4 separate regions of the Mus musculus genome follow, and all the other regions are linked to region 4. A link is a contact called in public HiChIP or PLAC-seq data. All regions are on one chromosome and are shown on one strand. Each heading gives the region's core, a stretch centred on a gene start, on an enhancer-like site or on the middle of the called end of the contact. The rest is flanking DNA. Distances are from core to core; before and after follow the strand shown.

What was found. HiChIP or PLAC-seq counts read pairs in DNA pulled down with a chosen protein or histone mark.
Region 1: a CTCF HiChIP or PLAC-seq map of CD8 T cells shows a contact between it and region 4, with 6 read pairs. The contact joins two enhancer-like sites. A contact is called at or near these places in 1 of 15 datasets of contacts at CTCF or cohesin (CD8 T cells), 5 of 484 Hi-C or Micro-C datasets (Th1 cells, bone marrow-derived macrophages, embryonic fibroblasts and 1 more), 2 of 115 datasets of contacts at active chromatin or transcription factors (CD8 T cells and memory CD8 T cells) and 1 of 9 other capture datasets (bone marrow-derived macrophages).
Region 2: a BATF HiChIP or PLAC-seq map of CD8 T cells shows a contact between it and region 4, with 7 read pairs. The contact joins two enhancer-like sites. A contact is called at or near these places in 1 of 115 datasets of contacts at active chromatin or transcription factors (CD8 T cells) and 2 of 9 other capture datasets (liver and pancreatic islet).
Region 3: a BATF HiChIP or PLAC-seq map of CD8 T cells shows a contact between it and region 4, with 5 read pairs. The contact joins two enhancer-like sites. A contact is called at or near these places in 2 of 39 promoter capture datasets (macrophages and neural stem cells), 1 of 484 Hi-C or Micro-C datasets (nephron progenitors), 1 of 115 datasets of contacts at active chromatin or transcription factors (CD8 T cells) and 1 of 9 other capture datasets (adipose tissue).

The regions. Positions count from the first base shown.
Region 1 is chr1:161,734,244-161,737,335 of GRCm38.p6, forward strand. No RefSeq gene overlaps it. Among named protein-coding and RNA genes, the nearest start is that of Gm31869, 32 kb to the right of the region's middle. Within about 2 kb of position 1,403, at least 158 of the 459 cell types and tissues checked have an H3K27ac peak or open chromatin away from gene starts, as enhancers often do. A contact at or near this core is called in CD8 T cells, Th1 cells, bone marrow-derived macrophages and 1 more, where this site is marked.
Region 2 is chr1:161,308,152-161,311,294 of GRCm38.p6, forward strand. No RefSeq gene overlaps it. Among named protein-coding and RNA genes, the nearest start is that of Prdx6, 59 kb to the left of the region's middle. Within about 2 kb of position 1,335, at least 27 of the 459 cell types and tissues checked have an H3K27ac peak or open chromatin away from gene starts, as enhancers often do. A contact at or near this core is called in CD8 T cells, where this site is marked.
Region 3 is chr1:161,623,359-161,626,260 of GRCm38.p6, forward strand. No RefSeq gene overlaps it. Among named protein-coding and RNA genes, the nearest start is that of Gm31815, 33 kb to the left of the region's middle. Within about 2 kb of position 1,348, at least 4 of the 459 cell types and tissues checked have an H3K27ac peak or open chromatin away from gene starts, as enhancers often do. A contact at or near this core is called in CD8 T cells, where this site is marked.
Region 4 is chr1:161,480,991-161,484,039 of GRCm38.p6, forward strand. No RefSeq gene overlaps it. Among named protein-coding and RNA genes, the nearest start is that of Tnfsf18, 12 kb to the right of the region's middle. Within about 2 kb of position 1,416, at least 48 of the 459 cell types and tissues checked have an H3K27ac peak or open chromatin away from gene starts, as enhancers often do. A contact at or near this core is called in CD8 T cells, Th1 cells, bone marrow-derived macrophages and 1 more, where this site is marked.

The sequences.
Region 1 (3,092 bases), core at 153-2,652, 250 kb after region 4:
TAACTCTTAAAGAAAGAACCACAGTCTGCCCGAGGTGGTCCTGCCATGACTCAGACTCCAAGGAGCGATGTTAAATTGAAATTCTAGAACAGACATGCAAATAGGTTTCCTCTTGAGTGCCCAGCATCCCTGTGTCACCCGTGGGAGTCGCTGGCCGAAACGTAGAATGAGAAGAATCTCAACAAGAAGAAATGCCACAGTGAACTGACAGTGCTCATCGAGGCTATGAAGGTGACGACATACGTCACAACGTGTCATTTACATGCTTGAGGAAAGCATAGCAGCTGCCAGAGGAGGTGCCACCTACGTATTTTCATGAAAAAAAAAAATCACTGGAAGGGGAACCATGAAAGAAAGCTAGACCCCAAGAAACCTTCTGTTTACTGGCTGGCTCTTCACACTCAATGGGCCTCGAAGATGTCACCCGTTCTGGTCAAATGGCTCAGTATCATGAGCTTTCTAATAGGCAAGAGACTTAAAAGCATAATGACAACAACTAACCCACTTGGAAACGCCCTTGTCATGACTAGCTGATCAAATGAAACTCTGAGTCCTTTTCTAGACCGCATCAACAGTGTCACTCACGATGGGCAAAAAGATCTCAACAGTTCACCTTAAAAAAAAAAAAAAAATTACCCATAAGACCCAGAAACCAGCGACTGCTCTAACGCAAGCACTCCGGCACCGGTGGCCTCAGCTGCTTCGTCTTTCTAGTCATAGTGCCCTTTTGAGCAAGGGTCACTCTTACTCCTAAGAGGAAAGTCGATCTGACTCACTTTCAGAAACTGAAAGCACACTGTGTCCACAAGAGCCGGGACGCTTACTGTAAAACCACAAAACCACATCAGAATTCTTCAGCTGCTCAGGAAGGAAAAGAGTCAGTGGGCCGAAAAAAAACCTCATCCAGACTTCTCCACACTTCGCCCTCCAGAGGACTCACGGGCTTTGCTAAGAGACTGGGAGCCAAGAACAGATTTCCGCAGCCAGTGTAGACTGGGCCTCCGGCTTCTGTTACTGAAAACAGGAGACAATGGCCCAAGGCTCCTTCGGGAAGCAGCACAGCTTTGGTTTTATTGACTCTTCCCTCTTTCTTGTCATTTTCTTCCCCAAATATCCATCCCAGGTCTAAATGTCTGTTACTCAGTTAGTTTGTGCTAGCTGGTATGCCGAGATTAAGAGTGGGACTTTGCTCTGGATCGGGTTCTTTCAGGATTCCAATAGGATGCTTTAATAATTTTATTCTATGGTTGTGTGGAGAACAAACCCAGGCTGACACTTTCATTGGTGAGGTAGCAGGAATCATTGACATTAACAAGAAGGATAACGGATTCCTCTTGACTATCCACCCCTCTTCCCTCAACCCTTCCGGTCCACGACTCAGGGGGCAAAATCCGAATCTTGTGATTTCACGGTTTTCTGCTGCCACCTGGTGATGGCTTACAACCAAGCAGTGGTTCTCAATCTTCCTAATGCTGAGACCCTTTTACACAGTTCTTCACACTATGGTGACCACCTCCCAGCCATGAGTGTATTTCGTCGCTATTTCATAAATGTAATTTTGCTACTGTTGTGAATTGTAATGTAAATGCCTGATATGTAGGGTATCCGTGACCCCCCCCCAAGGGGTCGTGACCCACAGGTTGAGAACTAGAGTTTCCGCAGCCTGAATTTCTGCCATCCTCAGGCTGGCACACGGGGAAGACAAAATGGAAGATCCCAGACCACTCTATAAGCACCCTGAACCCCCAGAGGAAGCCTGGTGGCAAGATTATAGGATAACCCTCACCTCTTTTCTCTCTCCTGTGTCTGCTTAGCCCAGGTAGTTACTACAGATGGAGGACGGGTGATAGAGGAGAGCCCAACTCTTCCCCATGCACCTCTAGAGAGACCGCAGAGGAAATCAGAAAAGAAAAGGTCTGGACCTCTAGAAGAACTACAGCAAACTCACTGAGGTCGGAGCAGCAGAAGTCACATTCTGTCCCTGTAATTCTGTCTAGAGTTGGTTTTGAGAAGTGAATCCAGGGCAGGTTGGTGGTAGACAACTATAATCCCAACCCTCAGGAGGCTGAGCCCAAAGGATTGTGAGCAAGCTTACGCTTCATCTCAAGACTCTATCTAGGAAGAAAAGAGCAAGAGTACAGTGTCAAAGAAACATGGGGGCCAGTGAGGTGGCTCTTGGCTCTGTGGGTAAAGGCACTTGGCGCCAAGCCAGATAACCTATCTGATTCCTCAAACCCTCATGGTAGGAAGATAGAACTGACTTCTCCAAGTTTCAAATGCACACCAGGGGACAACACACACACATATAAAAAGATAGATAAGCAAATTTAATTTTAAAAAAATTTTAAAGACATAACCGATTACTTTGTACTTACATTAGGACATATTTTAATATAATCTCCCAAGTGAGTGAGTATTATAATTAGCTAAGTGTATAATTGTGCATATCATTTGTGGGATGAAATGTAGTGTTTTGATCCATGTAAGTATTGTAGAAAGACTCAGTTAACTGATGCTTTATCATCATCCTACCTTGTAGGATGGCCCTTACCTGCTCTTCCATCTTCTGCCTCTCTCAAGCCCCATTGCTTGCTACAGAGTTTAGATATGTAAAAACTGGTCCTTTAGCACATTTGAAACACACAGTACATCCCTACTCAAAGGTTTCCTCTATTTATCTTTAGATTTTAATCACCCTCCTTCTCCCACCTCGATAGACCCTTAATAAAGTGTCTTGCCTATAATAGGTTATCCCAAAATGCGGCTTTTATTTTTGGAGGGTTTCTAGATGGGCATTGGCTTCTACTGCCATCTACTGACAGAAATTAGAAGTACGCCTAGAGGTCATTCTAAACCTACCCACTCTTGCCTAGTTTTACTTCTTTCCTGTATTTTAATTTTTCATTTATTATTATTTTTATTCAATTGTTCATTTACTCAACTAACAAAACTAACTAAAAGTTTTTTTAGTAGCAGACTTACAGAGCAGCACAGCAGTGTTGAGTAGGATGGAAGAAGTCGACCATAAATGAACAAAACAAGGATTTGGGGTGGTATTAGGGCAATTCTGTAACTTGATTGTGGTGTAATTC
Region 2 (3,143 bases), core at 85-2,584, 170 kb before region 4:
GGAGTTTGGGAGGAGTTGTGAGACATAATATAATCAAAACATACTGTATGAAAAATTTAAAAAATTAAAACTTAAAAAGATTTTCTGGATACAGTAATCTTGTTTGTAGTTATTTACTTTCTAGGTTTGAAATACATTATTCCTCTCTTTTCTTGTCTTCTAAGTCTGATGATTTGTTTGTTGTTGTAGGTGAATTGGTATTTTTTCCCCTTTACAGCTTTTTTTTTAAAAAGAGATTTATTTATTTATTTTCTGTATGTGAGTGCACTGTAGCTCTACGGATGGTTGTGAGCCTTCATGTGGTTGTTGGGAATTGAATTTCTAGGACCTCTGCTTGCTCAGGTCAACCCTGCTCGCTCCAGTCAGCCCCCGCTCCAGCCCAAAGATTTATTTATTATTATACATAAGTACACTGTAGCTGTCATCTGACATACCAGAAGAGGGCATCAGATCTCATTATGGGATTTGAACTCAGGACCTTTGGAAGAGCAGTCAATGCTCTTACTGAGCCATCTCGATAGCCTCCCTTTACAGCTTTTAATATTGCTCCTGTGCTTCTTGTTCTGACATCTTAACTATAACACATCATGGAGATGTTCTTCTCCAGTGATGTGTATTGCAGAGTTCTAAATACCCCTTGTGTTTTGAAATCCATTTTTCTCTTAAATTGAAAAAAAAATCTGTTTTATTGAATAGTTTAGTTATACCTTTAGTTTTTATACATTTCCTACTAACTGAGAATTTTTATAGTTGATCTCTTGATTGTATTTTGAACATTTTCATCATGTTTGTATACATGTATATGTATGTCTAGGAAATACTACATTCAAACATGAGTAAAGAAATGTGTGTGTGCGTGCATGTGTTTGTGTGTATTTCTGCATCTGTGTCTATGTGTGTGCCTGTCTGTGTGTATGTGTGCCTGAGTGTATGCATGTGTATGTGTGTACATGTGTACATTTGTGTCTGTATGTGTGCATGTGTGTATATGTATGTGTCTGGGTATATATGTGTGTCTGTGTCTATGTGTGTGCATCTGTGTGAGTGTCTGTCTGCATCTGTGTGTGTGTGTGTGTGTGTGTGTATTCTCTTCAGACAGTGTCTTGCTTTGTAGCCCAGGATGGTCTGAAACTCAAGTTTTGGCCTTTCCTCCACTGTTCTGGAATTACTACGTGGATTTATACTACACCCAGATAAGAAAGTTGTTTTTAAGGAAGTGAATGTTTTTGACATTCAAAACTGCTGTTTGGGGTTTTGATGTGGTTTGCAGTGGTGCCCTGGTATGATTTGCTGCTTTACTGTTGTGGTGTCTAAGACACAGAAAGTCAGAGTCAGTGCATGAAATGAATCGGACTTTTACTCAGTCTCCTGGCTGGGATGATTTCCTTTCTAAGGTCTGTTTTATATAAGCTACTCACCTTTTCACTTCCCTCTCGATGTTATCTGATACTGGTGTTCAGTTTTGTTATTGATTGACCACAAAAACCTGGTTCTTTCTTGTAATCATATTGAATCAGAAAGTCAAATACTGAAGTACTTCTGGAGAGATAATTCAGCGGTTAAGAACTCATGCCGCTCTTACAGAAGACCCGAGTTTGGTTCTTAGTACCATGCTCCATGGCTCATGACTGTAGCTCTGGCTTTAGGGAATTCAACAGCTTGCTATTCCTAGGGCACTCAAATTCATGTGCATATACTCATATGCACACAGATACATAGTTAGAAATAAAATAGTTCTTTAAAAAAAAAGTAAAAATTTAGGAATACTTAAACCTACAATCAGCAGTTATCACTGGGCAATAAAGAATGCCAAAATTAAAGCATGCTATGTTCTGCACATTAATTGCTCTAAGTATGGAAATAATAAATGAGATAAAGAAGGTAAGGAAAGAGGAAAAATGGAAGAAAAACGGGTTTAATGAACAAAAAGAAAAGGAACAACAACAACAACAACAACAACAACAACAACAAAACCCCAACATGGTGGGGAATAGAAAAGATCAAGAGGTCAGAAAAAAATTAAAAAAAGAAAACACAGAATCCCCCCAGTGCCAAGAAAAGACTGGGATCAAAATTAGACAAATGCCAGATAAGAAGTAAAATATAAATCATGAGTTGTAAGATCAAGATACAATTATAGTTAAGTATAGAGAGTATAAAGGAGAAAGGCAGTCTTAAAAGAAGAGAATAAGAGGTTGCACTCTAAATGAAGAATATTGTGGGGATAAAATTAAGTGACTATGCTATGTGTATGAAGGGGAATAAGAAATAAAATATAAACGTTTTTAAATACAATAAAGTAAAAATTCTACCAAACTTTTAGGGAAAGTTAAAAAAAAAAAGGATCATGAAGTGGAAAAACAAACACACACGAAGAAAAAAACGAAGAATGGGAAATAAAAAGATGGCGTGTTGTTTCAGGTCCTTGAAATCTGGAGTCTGGCTGTTACAGTCTCGGATGGGAGTGTAGTGGGTGGGCTGAGTGCATCCACACTTGTTTTCCCTGTAGTTTCTGCTGGAGTCGTCCCTTCTTTGGGTAAGTATCCACAATGGCCTCCCCAGCTGCCTTCACTTTAGTGGCTTTCCTGATTTGTGTACTTAGGGCCTGTGATGGCTACATTCAGTTCTTTACTTTGTGTGTCGGGCAGGTTCTCTTCCTTCTTATACTCCCCAGAGAAGAATTAATGAAAAATGTGTGAGACTATAGTTAAGTTAGTACGAAGATTAGAGTTTAAAAAACTCACACAATAGTATATTAAAACTTTGTTATTAGTGTCAATTATTAATTAAAATTTAATACTGACATTTAGGGATATGAAATGAAAATTTTTTTTATGTATATGAGTCTTTTTGCCTGTATATACACTCACAGAGGTCAGAAGAGGGTATTGGATCCCCTGGAATCTAACTGGAGTTACAGACAGTTGTTAACCATTATATGGGTGTTGGGGACTGAACTCCAGTCTTCTAGGAGAGCAGCATGTGCCCTTAACTACTAAGCCAATTCTCTAGCCCTGTTTTCTTTTGTTTTAGAGATAGGATTTTTGATTTGTAGCCAAAGCTGGTCTGAATTTCACTCTGTAGCCCAGGCTGGCCTTGACCCTTAGTAATCCTTTTGCCTCAGGCTCACTACTTCAGGGGAT
Region 3 (2,902 bases), core at 98-2,597, 140 kb after region 4:
TATGTACATAATATGTGTATAAACACATGACTATATATGTACACACATCGATACAAAGAAAATAAGAATGTGCTATCATTTCTAGGTAAGTTTCACCATTACTGGGCTTGTAGCTCAGTTGTGGTTTTAATAAGCTCTGTAGGAAGCCAGGCACCTCTTGAGTCTGAGACAGTACACCCAGAGAATAGTTTACCAACCTGACACAACACCTGGCTTGGACTATGCATAGGCCATTTCTTCTAATGCACTTGGAAGCCTGAGACCTTCACTTACTAAGTCTACATACCTGCACACACTAAGTCTACACAATCCACTCTGCACAATAAATTTAATAGGCTTCATTGATATCAATTTGTATACTTCCACTACTCTAAAGAGCAGAGTATGTTTTTCCCCCTTTATCAACCATCAGACTTGGACAGTATTTTTTTTTAATATATCTGGGAACAAGGAGGGCTTACCTGACCACAATCATTGTCATACTAATAATGCTCAATATGGAAAACTATGTCCTCTAAGTGAGCTCTTATTTAACTATCAAACAAAAATCTATTGAACATTTTATACCTCTGCATATTTGAGTGAGGCTATGATTAAAATGAGATGCACTGTGGGAAGGGAACTTGAGCAAAGATTTACATAATCCAAGCCTCTCAATCAAAACAGAGAACTGCTTGTTATACCCTTAGCAAAGGAACTGCACCTTGTCTTGAACCCCCAAAAGGAAGTTCCTAATAACAATAATAATAATAATAATAATAATAGTTGCAGCCCTTGAGTATTTTTCCACTCATGTGGCCCCCTGTCAAATATGACAGCAAACCTGATCTGTGTATTGCTTTGAATGATGTTGCCTTGCTAGTTGTGTGGTATGTGTACCTTTACTTCATTCTTGAAGAAGACACCAGGTACCTGGCCACCAGCAGCAAGTTTGTAATGTCTACTCAGACCCAAAAGAGTAAGCCTAGTGATTCATAAGAGTATGTAGTACCATAACTTTTCAGATAGTAACCTGAAATAAAAATAAATGGGTGAACCTTGGAGCCAGTTCCCAGTTGAAAATGTCCAATCTCTTCTTTTGAAAAACAAAACAAAACCAACCAAAAACCACACTTACTTACAAGAGAATTAATGATGTTAGGTGACTATGAGAATGGAAGTGAGAATTGCAAGTGGAGTAAATGCCACATACTATGGTGGGGCCTGGGGGCAGCGTAGAGCTCAGTGGAAGGTTGGTCAAGATGAGAGAAGCAGGAGGCTGGGTAGACCCAAGGGAGGTAGAGAGTTGGGGCAAGTCTGTGAAAGTACTTTGAGTGTCTCCTAAAGTGGCAGATCTTTGATCTGTGGTGGTCTATTGTTGAAAGTAGCAAGCCCTTTGAACCACAAGCTCATGACTATGTGGCAGCCAGTCTGAAAGAGACTGATTAAGAACAAATTGAAACTGAGTTGTGACGTGACAAGATTAACACTCTCATATAAGCTGGAGATGAAGGGCCATTCTAAAACCAAAAGCAAATAAAAGAAATTTTAGAATGCTCTTAAAAATGGAGTCTTCACTACACTGAGGATATGAAACCTGAAGAGGCCACCTCCTTTAGCCAGGCAGGAACCCCGGTGGAGCAATAGAGACACCAACCTACCCACAAAGCTTTCAACTCAAAATTTATTCTGTCTCAAAGTTTATTTCTGACAAGAAATGCAGGCACAGGGGATGGAACAGAGACTGAGGGAATGGCCAACCAATAAATGGCCCAACTTGAGACCAATCCTGTGGGCAAACACCAGTTCCTAACACTATTAATGATACTCTGTTATGCTTGCAGACAGGAGCAAGTTTTCCTCTGAGAGGCTCTACCTAGCAGCTGACTCAGACAGATACAGACACCCACAGGCAAACAGTAGATAGAGCATGGAGACTCTTGTGGAAGAATGGGAGGAAGGACTGTGAGCCCAAGGGGATAGGAACTTCACAGGAAGACCAACAGAGTCAACTAACCTGGATTCTTGGGCTCTCAGAGTCTGAACCACCAACCAAAGAACATACATGGGCTGTACATAGACCTCCCTGCACATATGTAGCAGATGTGTAGCTTGGTCTTCACGTGGGTCCCAAACAACTGGAATGGGGGTTATTCCAAAAGCTGTTGCCTGTCCATGAGCTATGTTCTTCTGACTGAGCTGTCTTGACTGGCCTCAATAGGAGAGGAAGCACCTAGCCTCAAAGAAACTTGAAGTACCATGGTGGTGGGATACCCAGGAAGAGTCCCACCCCCTCAGAGGAGAAGGGGAAGGGGAATGGAGGAAGTATGGGGGGGCACCAGGGAGGGGGGCAGTAAGTGGGATGTAAAGTGAGTAAGTGCACTGGCTGGTTTTCTGTCAACTTGACACAAGCTGGAATTACCACAGAGAAAGGAGCCTCCCTTGAGGAAATGCCTCCATGAGATCCAGCTGTTTGGTATTTTCTCAATTAATGATCTAGGGGGCGGGGGCAGGCCTAGCCCTTGTGGTGGTGCCATCTCTGGGCTGGTATTCCTGGGTTCTATAAGAAAGGAAGCTGAGTAAGCCAGGGGAATCAAGCCGGTAAGTAGCACTTCTCCATGGCCTCTGCATCAGCTCCTGCCTCCAAGTTCCTGCCCTGTGTGACTTCCTGTCCTGCTTTCCTTTGGTGATAAATAGCAATGTGGAAGTATAAGCTGAATAAACCTTTTCCTCCCCAACTTGATTCTTGGTTAAGATGTTTTGTGCGGGAATAGAAACCCTGACTGAGACAGTAAGTTAAACTAAACTAAAATTAAATTAAAAAAAAATGGAGCACAAAGCTGTCAAAGGTGACCCTGTAGCATAGCAGTGCCCAGATGCATGTAAATTTAGCCAGGGCCATTTATTTCTTAGGATCTGGTTA
Region 4 (3,049 bases), core at 166-2,665:
AAGCTGATAAGCAGCATCTCTCCATGGCCTCTGCTCTTACTTCCAGGTTTCTGCCCTGCTTGAGTTCCTGTCCTGACTTTCTTAGATGATGAACAGTGATATGAATGGCATAAGCCAAATAAATAATTTCCTCTCCAACTTGTACTTTGGTCATGGTATTTCATTATAGCAATGTCACCCTAACCAAGACATGAGGCAAAACATCAGACAAAAGCAACTTAAGGAAGGAGAGGATTGTGGCTCATACTTCCAGGTACAGTCCATCATGGAGGGGAGCCACAGTGACAGGAATAGGAGGCAGCTAGCCACACTGTATCCATAGTCAGGAAGCAGAGAGGTGATTGCTGGTGTTCCACTTGGTCTGGGACTTCGCCCATGGAATGACCAATAATGAAGATCAGTATTCCAACTTTAACCCGGATCATCCAGAAGCTTCCTCATATGCATCACCAGAAATGTGTCTCCTAGGTGATTTTAGCTCCTGTTGGTTTAACAATTAGTATTAACTGTCGTACCCGTGGTCTAATCTCAGCTCTGGCCCTTGGCACCTATAACCTTGGTGAGCATTTTCACCTCTGTGTGCCTTAATTTCTTTAAGTATAAAATGGATAGATTTAGCCTTATCTCTTCAAGGTATTTGAAAATCAAATGAAAACTAACTTTGTGGGCACAAATATCATCTCCACTTTTCTTTTTCTTTTAATTGTGCATGTATGCATGTGTGTAGAACACTTGCTGGAGTTGAATGTGAGTTTCCAGACTTGGATCTGATTATAGTAGGAGTCAATATTATGCAATGATGTTTGTGGTCAAAAGAAAGTCCTACTAGAAGTGACTCTTCTGTGTTGGACTTCCTAGCTTCTAGCATCGCAATCCAAATAAGCTTGCATTGTTTGTAAACTACCCAGTCTGTGGTGTTCTGCTATAATAATGGGAAATAAAACAAGGCAATCAACATAGTCTTTAGCTTACTCATTTATTCCTCTCCAATACATATAATGGCAGACACAGTGTTGATGGAGATAGATCATAGTCCTAGTCCCCACGAGGTTTTGAGTTTAAACCAAAGACATTGTCAAAGGACAAGTACGGTGTGTCATGGCAGGTGAAAGAAAGAAACAAGCAGCATTCCAATTATAAGCTGACGATAAACACAAGGCTTGCTTGGGAGGCATGTCAGCTGTTCACTCCATCATAGATGAATGGATTATTACCATGTCTTGGGAAGCACTCTCTCCCTGTCCTTATTCTCTGATAGGGCTGTAGTTTTGTAGCAAAGTTTATGTTATTGCATAGCTCGATACACATTAGGAAAGAGGCACACTGTAATCACTCAAGGCCTACAGGCTATCTAGTAAGTTCCTGCTAACTATAAACCACAGGCAGGGTGCTTCCGGGCTTCTAGTAGGGACATGACTAACATGAGTCATGCTGCTTATGTGACAGGCTTAGGCAACATGGTGAGCACACACTGCATACTTCCTGGCCTCAGCTCATCTCAGCAGTCATAATCTCAGGGGAGAGAGAGACATTATGGTTAAATACATTGATCAGTACAGGTAGACTCGGTACCATCCTAACACCTATAGACTCAAGTCATGGAAACTAAATCTGGTCTGGTTGCTGCTCTGTGATGACATAGTATTAACAAAAATGTTCACCCATTCCTCCAGTGCTTATTAGCTATTCTCTCTATATAAGACAGCATTAGGTTGAGTTTGAGTGTTAAGTGACTTTCAAAAAAAAAAAACTTACCTCTGGAAGAAATAAAAATGAGCAGATGGTTGTACTGTGGTGTGCTAGGCACATGACAAGATGAACTGGGAAATAATGGGATCTGGGAAAACACAGAAGATAGACTGAGTTAAGATACCAAGATCAACCTGGTGAGATGGCTCAGCCAATAAAGTTACTTGTCATCAAACTTTCATCCCATATTTGAATCACTCTTATGCCCAGTTTTGAGCCCAGGTAATAAGCTTGAGCATATATATATATATATATATATATATATATATATATATATATATATATATATATTTATATATATATATATATGTCAGGGTCCACTTCATCTGTGGGTTCTTTGTCAAGCTGTTTAGCTCCAATATCTACAATCATACTACCCTGAACTCACATGATTTCATCTATTTTGTGCTAAAATTTGAGAAAGACATGTGAAGGCCTTTGATGATGTATTATTTTTATGCTCCTCAATACTTAAAAAAAAATCTAAGCCTATGGCGGTATGCATTTAATATAGAGAGGATATACATATTAATTATTAACTTGTAGATTATTTACAGCATGACAATAGCTATTCTATAACAAGAGAAAATGACAGGTATGAAACAATATAAAAATGTGGTCATAGATTTGGATATGGAAAGTGTTTGTCCTCTTCTTAAATACCCCGTAACTTGGTGAATGGTTTAGCTATTACCACAGAGACATCTCATAGCTAAGGATACACAGATGGATTTTTTTGTTGTTGAAAAATTAAATTTGTAAGACATAAAACTGCCTGCTCCAAGTTTTCCAAAGAAGAACAGCCTATCAAATTTCAAGCAACCTCCCTTCTTATTGATTTCAAACAGCCAGAATCAGGGAGAAGGGGCTATGGAAGACAGAGAAAGGATCAGGACAGCTTTGAGGAAAAGCCTTGTGGTGGGGGTTACCTGGTCTGAGAACTTGGCTCCTCTTCATGTCCCAGGCCATGCTTCCATCTCTATACAACTAGGCCAGCATAAGAGCAGGTCACATGATAGAGAGTAACAGGCACAGTGGATACTTTCTTCAAAACCTTCAAAAGATGAGTCTGTAGTAGAGGACTCCTGGAAATAGCCCACTGCACATAGAGAATGTAACAACACTTCCCTGATGTCAGAGAGCAGTTCTGTGGAAGCAGAAAGACCACAGAAAGACCACCCAAAGATGTCCAAACCATAACCTCTGTAATTTGAGGTCGCTTTCAGATTTGATATGTATATGCATTCGTAAGAAGAACTGATTACAGATTATTTAGTGGGCCCAACGAACTGCAAGGGCC